Regions from separate parts of the Zea mays genome. Here region 1 is linked to region 2. A link is a contact called in public Hi-C data. All regions are on one chromosome and are shown on one strand. Each heading gives the region's core, a stretch centred on a gene start, on an enhancer-like site or on the middle of the called end of the contact. The rest is flanking DNA. Distances are from core to core; before and after follow the strand shown. Region 1 has its middle 22 kb from the start of LOC109945263. Region 2 holds the start of LOC100194144.

The links. A called contact is a pair of places that touch in the nucleus more often than the background predicts.
Region 1: a Hi-C map of leaf shows a contact between it and region 2, with 7 times the contacts expected there. The contact joins the enhancer-like site here to the promoter of LOC100194144 in region 2. A contact is called at or near these places in 2 of 25 Hi-C or Micro-C datasets (bundle sheath and leaf).

What each region holds. Positions count from the first base shown.
Region 1 is chr3:108,392,145-108,398,335 of Zm-B73-REFERENCE-NAM-5.0, reverse strand. No RefSeq gene overlaps it. Among protein-coding and RNA genes, the nearest start is that of LOC109945263, 22 kb to the right of the region's middle. Within about 2 kb of position 2,750, at least 17 of the 20 cell types and tissues checked have an H3K27ac peak or open chromatin away from gene starts, as enhancers often do. A contact at or near this core is called in bundle sheath and leaf, where this site is marked.
Region 2 is chr3:107,862,426-107,868,622 of Zm-B73-REFERENCE-NAM-5.0, reverse strand. LOC100194144 reads right to left here and starts at 1,771. Exons shown (of 1, transcript NM_001139195.1): 1 at 898-1,771. The coding sequence starts at 1,765. The coding sequence ends at 980. LOC103650301 (CSC1-like protein RXW8) reads right to left here. Exons shown (of 12, transcript XM_008675906.3): 7 at 6,110-6,197; 8 at 5,727-6,025; 9 at 5,127-5,406; 10 at 4,692-4,967; 11 at 4,382-4,615; 12 at 3,666-4,296. The coding sequence ends at 3,976. LOC103650300 reads left to right here. Exons shown (of 2, transcript XM_008675905.3): 2 at 1-51.

The DNA of each region.
Region 1 (6,191 bases), core at 1,501-4,000, 530 kb before region 2:
CAGCAGCCATTGTGTGCGACAAATCCAGGCAAAAGTCGCCTAAGGGTGCAGCTGGATAAGCACCATAGGTGCGGGACACCACCCACAGGGTGTGAAGTCTCCTGCAAGACACATTTTTATTCGAGCAAAAGTCACCTAAGGGTGCAACCGGATAGGCATGACAATGTGTAACACCACCCAAATGGTGTGAAGTCGTCTACAAGATGCACATTATCCGAGCAAAAGTCGCCTAAGGGTGCAGCCGGATAGGCACAACAAGTGCGTAACACCACCTAAATGGTGCAAAGTCGTTTACAAGACACACATTGTCCGAGCAAAAGCCGCTCAAGGGTGCAGCCGGATCAACGCAACACGAACGTAACAACACCTACCGGGTGCGAAGTTGTCTACGGCACGCACACGTCTATCCACACAAAAATCGCCTAAGGGTACAACAAACTCACAATAGGCACAACAAAAAACACGAAGTCATCACAAAATAACATCGATATATTAATATAAAGGGCACAAAGGCGCCACCAAGCGCAATTTAGCGCACAACAAATGTTACAACTACACGGTGTACACTACACACGGGATATTCACCCATCACAAATGTGCCCATCGTAGTTCTTCAGCGAAGGGGGGGAGGGCAGCATTTTCACTCATCTTCACCAAAGAACGGCGATGGCAACACTCATTATTACATCAGCTCTTCCTTCGGGATAAGACCAGCTTCTCAGAAATTAAATAGCATCAACCTCAACTCTTCCCCTTCAAAAAGGTCCCGTAGGTCCCCTTCCCCGATGCATGACCTAGACGTCGACGCCAGTAACTCGCGATGGGCACCTTGATCCAGCCGTGGTCCGATCTAAAGATGGGACCTCTCCATGCCCATTCGACGATGTCTTCTAACACCTTGCGAAGACTCACAGACGCTTTGTTTCAACACCCCCATCTTTTTCGCCCTCACAAGTCACCTGGGAGCGCACCGATCAAAGTCACCGACGCTTCGCGGGGGACGGTCCTCAACGGAGACTCCGCTGCAGCTAAATCCAACGCTGCAAAATAGTCTAAATCATCTTCCGAGGATTCATCATCCGTCCACGAAAAAGGGCTCCCCAATTTTCCACCCTCCGAAGACCACAACCCAAAATCTGATTCCCCCGACACATTACCACTAAGAGACATCGCATTTGCATCCATCAAAACATCATCACTCATAACATCATCAGGGTTTACTTGCACAGGCCCGGACGCCGGAACCTGCGCAGCAACCGATCTTCAGTATCATACAAAAACTAACACTATCAGTCTACCCCCTATTACATTATCTCAACCTGCACCGAAGTATCTGCTGTAACACCTCAAAATCTCATTTTGAGAATTATGTAAAATTTTCCCAAGATGTTGAGTTAGAATAATTTTTAAATTTTTGAAGTCACATCTCCTAAAATAAATATAGATAATAATAAAAGATTTAATGATCTTATATATATTAAGTTATTTTTTAAAAAATGTTTAGAGATATTATCTAAAATGGTTAGGTTAAACCAACTCTTAATAAAATTATGCAATAGAAATTATTTCATTAAAACATATATTTGGTGTGTATAAAATATACACTTACAAGTATTTGCTTAAATGAATAATGCAATTAATATAAAAAAATAAACCCTGCACTCATGCTTGGAGTCTTGTCTGTGCATTTAAAGTTAAACTCAAACTTTGATGTGAATTTGAATCTAAATGAAACCTGAATTTGAATTTAAGTAGACAAGAGAGAATGAAAATAGAAAAAAAGGGGAGGAAAAGAAAATATCAAACCTTATCTGGGCCGAAACCCCTTTGTCTCGGCCCACCAACACCTCCGTGTAGCCCACTCTACGCTCTTTCCTTTTCTTTTTCTTTTGTGGCACTTCCATGTGGAGCCTGCTCCGTCGGCTACCTCTTCAGCGCGCACTGGAAGTCGTCCACTGACCTCTGGGACCCACGCCGTCAGCATTCCCCATCGAGCTCACAACAGAATCGCACCCTGCTCCACCCGACGAACCACCATGGCGAGATTTGGAGCTCGGACTTCGATTGCTCAGGTCGTGCTCCTCGGAGTATAAAATGGGGGCCGCTCCTCCCCTCTATCCTCCCTCAAAACTGAGCGCCCCAAAGCCAACCCCCCACCGTGAAACAGGGCGATGAAGGCCGCCGCTGTTGATCTCATCCTACACCATCTTTTGGAGTACGCAAGGTGGACATGAGTGATCTATGGAGTTCACAAAACGTGTCCGATGCAGCTACGAGCGCGGTCGAGGACTGGGATTCCGGGAATTGCTTGCTGAGTTTTCGTGTCGCCGTGAAACCACATAGGACCGTGGAGTGCTTCATTGCCACCATGATTTCGGGTAAATCTATTTCCATCGAGTTCGTCGTTGCTCCTTCAAGCTTTAGCACCTAGGTGTTGGGTGGGGAGTGGCCTAGTCCTAGCATTAGCATGTCGCCGGGAGGCCCTCCGCCGCGGGGTGGCCGGCGCGTCGTCGCTTTCTGGCGAGGGGAATGGCCGAATGGGGCTCGGACTCAAGCGTCCTGGCCACCGCCCTGGGGAAGAAGGTCTTGTGACCATTGATTCCGTGATGGACGGCTTGGATTTTATCGTGGATACCCCTTCGTCTCATAAAGATCTGGCCGTTGCTGGGTGATCGGATGGTGGAAACTGGTTTGTGCCATAATAAAAATCTGGACCATAGTTATTTAATCTGACGGTGTACAGCTCGTACCGGTTCATGCGATGGATCTTTTAATCTGGGCCGTCGGTGTCGGATCGAAGGGCTCATGTGGCGAGATACCCCTTCAGTAGGACGAATATGCAAAAGAAACCCTGAGTTCTTTATAAACCAAACCGACATCCCTCGCTGGTTGAAAACTATTACGGTTAGGTCCCTAGAAATTTACAAAATAGCCCTGATAGTTATAAAGTATTTCTGGAAATTGTTTTTGCTACGAAAATAAATTTAGAATTGTAGAAAAACCATATCTCCTTCGTTTTTACTCGGAATTGATCCATTCCAATTGCATTAAGTTCATTTTAATATTTTTTATCATCTAGTAACCTTATTTTATCATGAAACATAGATTAAAATTGTTTACCTAATTTATCCCGTGCCAAGCACTTAATAACTTCGGAAAATCGTATCTTTAGAACCGTAACTCCGAATTGATCCGTTCGAATTGCGTTAGATTCATAATAATATCATATATGTATAGTATGACACTAACATTTATCACACCTTATACTTTTATTATTAGAAATTTGTCTAGCCTATGTTTAATAGATTAACTCCTCTAATCGAAGTTAACCAATCCATAATTATAGTTTGATTAAAAATATGATCTCTAGTTAAGTTATAATTAAAATTAAGGTTGAGTTAACTATTTATAGAATAGTCTCTCATATGATATACACTAACCAGTTTATAATATAATTTAATATTTAAACCACGTAGATCTGCCATAAATCCTAATTCTTTAACCATAACTCTGATTTTAGTGATTCTCAAACCCACGATCTCGTACCTTCGTGTAGATCATTATTATTCAGTTTGTACTTATGTTTGATGTGATGTTAATTTAGCATATACATTGTTTGTTTGTATTGCTATGACTAGCGCGAGATTACGAGTCACCAGAAGATCATCCTGGTACCTGGAATCTCAAGTCCTACGCAAGTTGTGCCATTGATCACTTCTTTTTACCCAATCACGTTCTTATTACTCATAATGATCTGCATAGGTTAATTTTGATGGGACCCAATAGGTTACCCTAGTTTTACTATCTTTATACCTTGTTTACCACTGAATTTTTGGGTAGTACCTGCTATTGCTTTATGTGGTTTTGGGTATAGAGATATACATTATTCACCATCACACTTTTATTATTAGTTTGTTATTTACTGTTCATGATAAGATCATTATGTTAATTGGAACATGGAGAACCACCTGGGAAAACAGTGCTACCACAAGGGTGGTATGGGACGCCCTTGGCTGACTAACTAGGAAAGCTAGTGGAAGACTACCTTACCCGAAAGGGGCAAGGGCAGTAGGGGAGTGGTCAGTGTAGGGAGGTCCTTGGGTTGATTTTGTTGTGATGGCGGTCAGGCGAGGGATCCCTGCATTGGAGCTTCCTAGAAACTGTAGCGGGTTTTCTGAAGCTAGTGAAACTTTGTAAAGGCCTCATAGTGTTACCCTGCCTCGCTTCCTTGGTAGAGGTGTATGGGATCCATGACCCCTTGGCAGATGGGTAACATGACTTGTGGGTAAACATGTGCAACCTCTGCAGAGTGTAAAACTAGTATACTAGCCATGCTCACGGTCATGAGCAGCTCGGACACTCAATTAATTTATGGAACTAAATTCAATTTGTCATATGCATTGCATTGTAGGTGTTGTTATTACTTTTGTTCTACTACTTAATTAGGTTGAAATTTACTTATACTTAGTAATTGCTAATAAAATTTTGACCAACTTTAAAAGCAGTACTCAGCTCTAACCATCCTCTTTGGTAAGCCTTACACTTCACATGAGCTCCCACCTTTGGCGAGTTCATACACATTATTCCCCACAACTTGTTGAGCGATGAACATATGTGAGCTCACTCTTGCTGTCTCACACCCCCCCCCACAGGTCAAGAACAGGTACCGCAGGATGAGGCGTATGGAGGATGCTGTGACAAGTTCGTGACAGGTCTAGGCTGTCGTCTCCCAGTCAACTTTGGGTTGCTGGATCGTTGTCTCCTTATGATGTAATTATTTATTTATTTTGTACATAACTCCTATTATATAGTAAAGATGTGACATTCGTTTATGTACCTCTATTCATCATATGAGTGAGACTTGATCCCAGCACACCTGGTGATTATTTCGTGCCCGGGTTTTGGACCCCTAAAACCCGAGTGTGACATCTGTTGTCGCGCAACCCTCAACAACACCTCCTAGAAGCATCGTTTGCTCTTCGGCTCTCGCCTCCACCGAAGCATCTCTCTGGGTCACCGAGCTTTCAAGGCCAGTGAGGTCCTCCACATCTTCTTTGTTCATCACCAGTGAAGACAACACAACAACATTTTCAAACAACGAACACACACAACACCCCTCGCCAAACCAACAACATACCTACGCCAGCGCTTGGTCCGCCCTTTCCTGAACGATGTTGCGGCCGTGGGGACCCCACATCCTATCATAAAGTGCCCCAGCGAAGTGCTTCAGCACGTCATCTTCAATTTGGAAGAGTCCACAATTGAAGTCCTCGTTCGCTCGGTCGAAAACTTCAAAATGTCTGCATCCCTCATGAGACAAAGCATTCGCAGCCCCTCGCAAGTAACGAGAGACGCGTAGGACTTGAGACCCATCACGATAGATGGGAGCGAGTCCATCATCTTGCAACCACCCCAGAAAGCGGACCCCCACCTCCTCCCCTAACTCGTCAAAAGGGGCGGTCTGCGTGCCAAGGTCCGGTACGCATCCACGAAAAGCGTGTGCGCCCATTCAACCCTAGCACGGGTGGAAGACTCCGTCCTTTCACGGTGGCCACGCATATTCTTTAGCTCTAGCTCCAGGTCGGTGGTGCGCTTGTGGGCAGCCTAAGCCTCCGGGCGAGCTTTTTTCGCGTCCTCCTTCTCATCGGTAAGCTGGCGGCCGAGGTCCTCCTTTTCTTTCTCCAGAGCTATTAGCTTCTCGAGGAGGTTTCAGCTCTTGTTTTGAGCCATCAACTTATCCCTCACTGCCTCCGTGTGCTGCGTTCGAAGGCGCTCAATCCTTCCCTCGAGCCGTCTCCTCTCAGAAACAAACTGCGAGGTCAGCGCCCCTGAGGCAACTTGCTCCGCGAAGGCAGTCACCTGACATCAAACACCAAACTCAGTACAACAGAACAAAATTACCATATATATATGGATAATAATTACATACACTAACAAATCTAAGCTTCTGCACAGCAGACGCAGCCACGCCAGCAGCGACGACGACCGAGGCAAGTTCGCCTCCGCCTCCAACGACGGCGCAAAATTTCGACCACGGGTCCTTCGAGGTCCCCGCGTCGCCCTTCGCCGCACCCATCAGGCCGGCAACCACTGTCGATGGTACCACCACCAACTGCTAGGCCTCTGCCCCTACATCACAACTAAGTTAGTGTTGACACGGATTTTGGCCTCATCAAAATATATGTTATGCA
Region 2 (6,197 bases), core at 522-3,021:
AGCTGAACTCCTATATGTATGACAATATGTATGACTATCAAATTTGTTGTCTATTCATCTGTGTCAAATTTATACTCTATTTTTTTTTTTTTGCAAATCCGCTAAAATGTTTAGCTTCCGCTATAGCCGGTTATAGCTGGACTTAGCTGTTCTGGAACCCAGCCGCTAAACCTCTTAGCCCGCGATTTAATACACTGGGATGTGGGGAGAGGTGGAAGGAGTATTTCGCAAAATTGGTTGTTGCCATCGGATGTGTAATAGACGCTCTAGATTTAATATGCGCATATGAGTACGGTACCGGTTTGAGCACACTATACATGTACTAGATTTAATATGCTCATTGATCTTGTTCGTTCAGCCTGTTGGTGCATGAAAACGCCACTATATATTCACCTATACAATACATTTATATTTGATTGACCGGAGGAAGAAAAAAATCTAGCACGCAAAAAAATCTAGCGGACTGTTTATCTTCCCACCGCTCTAATCAAGGACATAAACAGTCCGCCGGGCGGGTTTCTAAAAAACGACATGGCAGGAAGTGAGAGAGATGGGAGGCCATTTTAGCAAAAAGGCAGGAGAGAGATGAGATAATTGTAAGACACTGGATCTTAAATGAAAGGACAGGATTTAATCCGTATGATTGGTTTCCTGGCCGGCTGTGTCCAGGCCCGTGGGATGCGTTGACCGTAGCTGCTGACTGTAGTTGCGTGTTTGATTGTTTACCTGCACAGCACTATCCGAGCCGGTATGCGTCGGTGCAGGTCAGATCTAAAAAGGGCTCGTTCACTTGCATGCCCAGGGCGCGGGGAATCGGCCGTATCCCGCGGGACAGGATTAGGCGAGCCTGCATGCGCTCGCGCATACATCCAATCATACGAAATATGTGTATGATGTGTACCAGCAGATCATGTGCACTAGATATGTTGCCAAAATAAAAAGCTCTGCAACATATATATGCAATGGGTCGATATATATTTTAGTATGGCTTAACGCCGTCGTAGTTCCCCGGCGGCCAGTAGCTGCACATGATGATGGTGTCGCCGCTGTTGCACTTGATGCGTCCGCAGCCGACGCTGGTGGTGGTCTTCCAGACGACGGCCTTGTAGTGGCCGCACATCTTGCCGGGGTCGCAGGTGTCTGAGTTGTAGTGGTAGTTCTTCTTCTCCTCGCTCCAGCCGTCCACGGTGATCTTCCAGGTCAGCCCCGGGGTGCCCTCCATCAGGTTCTCCCCGTACGGCGACGACGAGTGGATCTGCTGGCAGTTGCCCTTGAGCGTCTCCGCGTACTGCTGCGAGAACCTGGCCAGCGTCGCGTTCCACACCAGCGGAGGCACGTGCTCCTTGGCGCGGAACACGTTGTGCTCGTTCACGATCTCCTCGATCGCCTTCCCGTTCAGCCCAACCTCTGGGTCGCCGTCGGGGTCCAGCCCGCCGCCGCCTGAGGAAGCCTTGCCGGTTGCACCGCCGTAACCCCCGCCGCCTGACGAAGGAGTCGTCGTCGTCTCCTCAGCGGCAGGCGTGGATGGCGCTGCCTCGCTAGGGGTGGAGTAACCGCCGCCTGACGAAGGGGTCGTCGTCTCCCCAGCGGCAGGCGTGGATGGCGCTGCCTCGCTCGGGGTGGAGTAGCCGCCGCCGCCGCCTCCGCCACCGGCCTCCAACCCGCCGTAGCCTCCGCCTCCGCCTCCGCGGAAAGTCTTCTCCGCCGCGGCGAGACGGCCAGAGAAGAGGAGCAGGCAGAGCACGGCGGCTATTGTCATCGTCATGGCTCGGCGACGCATCATGCGGCATTCGCCTCTGTTCCAATCCAGATGCATGCTCTTTGTAGCAACGAATCGCTGCTATTTTTTGGCCGGCTATGCATGCATGCCACTGAAAGCTGGACACGTGCGCTGCTATTCTTCGACGGCCACGCGACCCATGCCGTCGACCGCGCGCCAGACCACACGGTCCTTGCTCGACTGGGCCCAACCCAAACGTCTTCTCCTGCCTTCAATAAGTGGGCCTCATGTAGGAGTATATCAGAATGGCCCATCTTGTAGAGCCATGCCTCCAGCATCCTGAAAATAATTTGCTAGTAAATGAAAACATCCTGGCTGAAATACATAAAGTAGTAGTGATTCATAGCTCCTCAGAAACCAATGATATAGATCACATCTTGATACATTACATGACAGGGAAAAATCGTAAAAACCACCTCTAATACCACTTGAATTTTATAACACTCTCGGAAAACCATCTCTTAGAGCATCTCCATTAGCTCTGAAAATATTTATCCTAATACATAAAAATTGGAACCTCTTAAAAATTTAGTTCCTAAAAAAATTTGTTAATACTCCAACAACTCCCAAAAGGAAATCGCTCGTCCTTTGCGTCCAACAACTCCAACAACATCTCCATTAGCTCAGAGTTCAGCCGGAGTCGCTCGTCCTTTGCGTCCAAATCGATCTACTCGTGGATGTATTTCCGCTTGGGAGGAGGCAAGCTGGGCGGCCTCGTCCTTGGAGCAATCGAACTCCACAGAGAGGGAAGCGTACCGTTGCTCGAGGAGGGAGCAGGTCTGCTCGACAGGGACGCAGCGCCTCGCGCGATACCTGCTGCCGAAGCTCACGGATGGCGCCAAAAGGAAATCGCGCGAATTGGAAAACTAGCGGCGGATTGGGAGCACGGTGCCTGCCTGCCCGGCGAATATTTGCGCCGCGTGTGGGGTGATATACGCGTGCGGCAATTTAAGGAGCACAGCTAGAAAACGGTTGGAAAGGTTTTTTTTTCTCTAAAAAGAGGATTGAGATTAAGGTTTTAAGGAGCTATTACAGATGCACTTTAGTGTGTTCGAAAATAAGTAGATTGGAGGGGATTGATGTTGCTATAATCTATTACTATTCAAAATTAAATAGTAAGAGATTGTAGCTTCCTCAATCATCTTCATTACACTTGTCACTTGCTCCCAAACAGACCTTTACAGTAAAAACCATCTTTAAAGACATGTTCCGTTGAAAATGCTACCAGTCGGAACCAATTGAGAAGCAAACTAGTTGGGAAACAAAGGAGTTGAAGAGGATTGAAGGTTTGTTAGAATAGTAATAAGATTTTAGGCTCCTCAATTCCATCCAATATCCTTTCCAAACAAATCCTCGGGGAGCTAAAATCCTCTTCCATAGGATGGAGATTTTAGCTAATTCAATTCTCTTTTCCGTTAGAGCTAGAACTAGTTTGGGAGTCAGAGGCTTGAGAGGCTTAAATCCTCTTTATATTTAAATTAAATATAAATATAATTTTAGACTCTCCAATCTACTTGTTTCCAAATTAGTTTTTATGGTTTATAACCTACGCTATAAGGGTCTCTTATGATCTTTTATGGTTTATAACCTACGGTATAAGGGTCTCTTATGATTGCATCGCGTAATTCTACTTTCAATAAAAAAAACGTGGTAAGACGTCGCCAAGGTCATGTTCTTAAAAAAAGGAATATGATACCCAACAGCTGCAGATATGCAGATACCAGCTCAATGCTACATGTTAAGAACCTCCACACCTGCTGCTCGACAGCATGGACTAACATGCTTACAGCTTGTCAGACAAACCAATTAGTATAATTCTCAATACCTCAATATGATTGGCGCATGAAGACTAACAGACCTGCTAAAGTTGCGAGGCTCAAACACAAACCAATGGAGAGGAGGACATTATACATCTAGATCACTTTGGCCACATTAATCTCTTACAACAAAACCATGAGCATTAATTTCATCAACGTGCAAGGCTAAGGTTTGGGTAGCTGAATCTGCCAGATAACCCGCAGAACCAACAAACTCATCCATGCGACAAAACAAAATTGCACCTCAACACTCATGATGATGTTCTCCCACAGACTTCTACATTAGCCCTTCTCTCTTCTAAGGGAACGATCGTATATGCATGTATGCCTCTGTACATTTATATAGCCAACAAGCAAAGGGGGTTGGCGGCTAACTAATTATCCGATTTTCTGTTCTGATAAACCTCTTCTCTGCAATCTGATCAGGAAAGTAACCGACCTCACGGCATGCCGGAGGCGGTTAACAGGGAGTCCTTTTAGTGTAGGGTGAGCCAGGTGCTTCTTGGGATCCTCGCACGTTTCTTTAACACTGGACTGACCCGAGCTAGAGCCTTGCTCCTCATCCCCACCAACGATTTCAATTTTATCCAAGGGCACATCTACAGTGTCAGCGAACTGGCAATAAGCAGAATGAAGTCCGTGGTGAATTTCATCCATTCTTCCTGATCGTTCATCTTCCCTGTCCATGTCGATTAAATCCTGCACAATCACATTGCAGCAGTCAACATCACAAGATAGCAACTGACATTTCAACATGATATTATTAAAGAACTAACGTTATTACCTGTGCTGGAAAAGTCTTGAATAATGGAAGAAGCCGGTTTCTGCAGTACTGGTTAAACAAAAGAGTAAGGATGATAAGAGGTACAGTGAAGCCTGCAGCTACCGGCGATTCTTTAAGGCCAAATACACCAAGGCAGATGATCTGGGTGAGCACAAGTGAGAATATGACTGTGTTGTATGCAATTGGCCAATACAAACCACCTGTGTCATACCTTGTTCGATACACATTGAGCAACTGAAAAGAATAGTATATTAGCATGCTACAGATAAATTTGGGGTAAATAACAAGGATACATCCTCTAGCTTCTCACCTGATTGCGGTATACAACATAACCAAGACAAAAGTACACCAGCAGAAAAGGTAAGATCAGAGGAGCCAGCACAGAAAATGTGAAGCCCAATAGTCCAAACAACAGAACTTTTGGTACTTCTGTGTGGTAAGGAAACGAGGGAACGAATTCTGTATCTTCTCTCATTCTCAGAACGTATTTGATTATAAAGTTCCATATCAGACCAAAGAGTTGCATAACTTCAGATGACAAACTAGCCCATCCTGAGGTCAGGACATAGGTGATGAAGAAAGTGGCCTGGAGTAAAATTAGATTTGCAGAAAAGCAAAAGAAATATTAGATGAAAATTAAATACAGAACAAATATAGTATATTTGCATATGCAAGAAATTTATATATCTTAGCCAAGATCTTGTTCTTTATATAGCATGAACCGGAAAAAAAGAATGTGATTTACCTGTCCAGGTACAGCTTTAGCAAGCTGGACAGGTATGTCCTTTGGGCTTGATAACACATTCAATTGACTAATGACAGTACCAGATAATACATTAGCAAAGAATATGTTCCAAACTGTAAAGTACAGCACTTTACAGCAAGCACTTCTCTTCCTTTCACTGTGAGATGTAGGGCCCTCCAATGTAGAAAACAGCATCATAATTGGAGCAACAATGTACAGGAAGATTTGCAGTATGACACTGGGAAGGTACCCAGTTACTAGCTGAGTCATGTAGTATTTCCTGCACATAAATAACAGTTAATAGGTATATTGTGGAGACAGATAAATGAATAGCGTCTAGCAATGTTTTCAAGTCGTCCGATTAATCATGATTATTCGCGATTAATCGTCCAAGTCGGTTTGGACCAATTACAATTAATCGTCCAAGTCGTCCGACTAATCGTGATTAATCGCCCTAGTCGGTCAGCCAGAACGACCAGTAAGTCGTCCGACTTGAAAACATTGGCGTCTAGCAACATGAGATCACAGCATATGTCAAACTCTATCAAGATGATTTTTATACTGTCATTAGGGGAGCACAACTGGAAGTTCTGTACTCACTTCTTCAATATTCCTCTTAGGAAAGGAAGCCTCTGCTGCAACTGCTCTAGCTGAGATAGTCCTTGTATAAATGTCACCGGTATCAGAAATATGAACATGAAAAAGATAGAGCCTAGGAGTGTAGCAATACGGCGAGCCCAAAGTTGCTTATAGGGTAGCCAAAGATTGGACCAATACACGTCTTCTGGTTCTGGAGCAAGATTAGCAACCCATTTCATAGGGTTAGATGTTTGAAGTATTTCTGACGCAATAAGTGCTGCATACCGAGTTTTGAAAAATACAAAAGCAGTTGTGCATTCCTGCATTCAATCCCACACGATAATTACTAATTATTCTAAATAACTGATAGGTTAAGCAAAAGAACAAATGCATGCAAGCTTAACCTCATCGTCTAAGTCCAAGATGGATTTATTGTCCGCTTTCCCCTTGTTCTGCTCACACTCAGTGTTCAACAACTTGAAAGAATTTGAA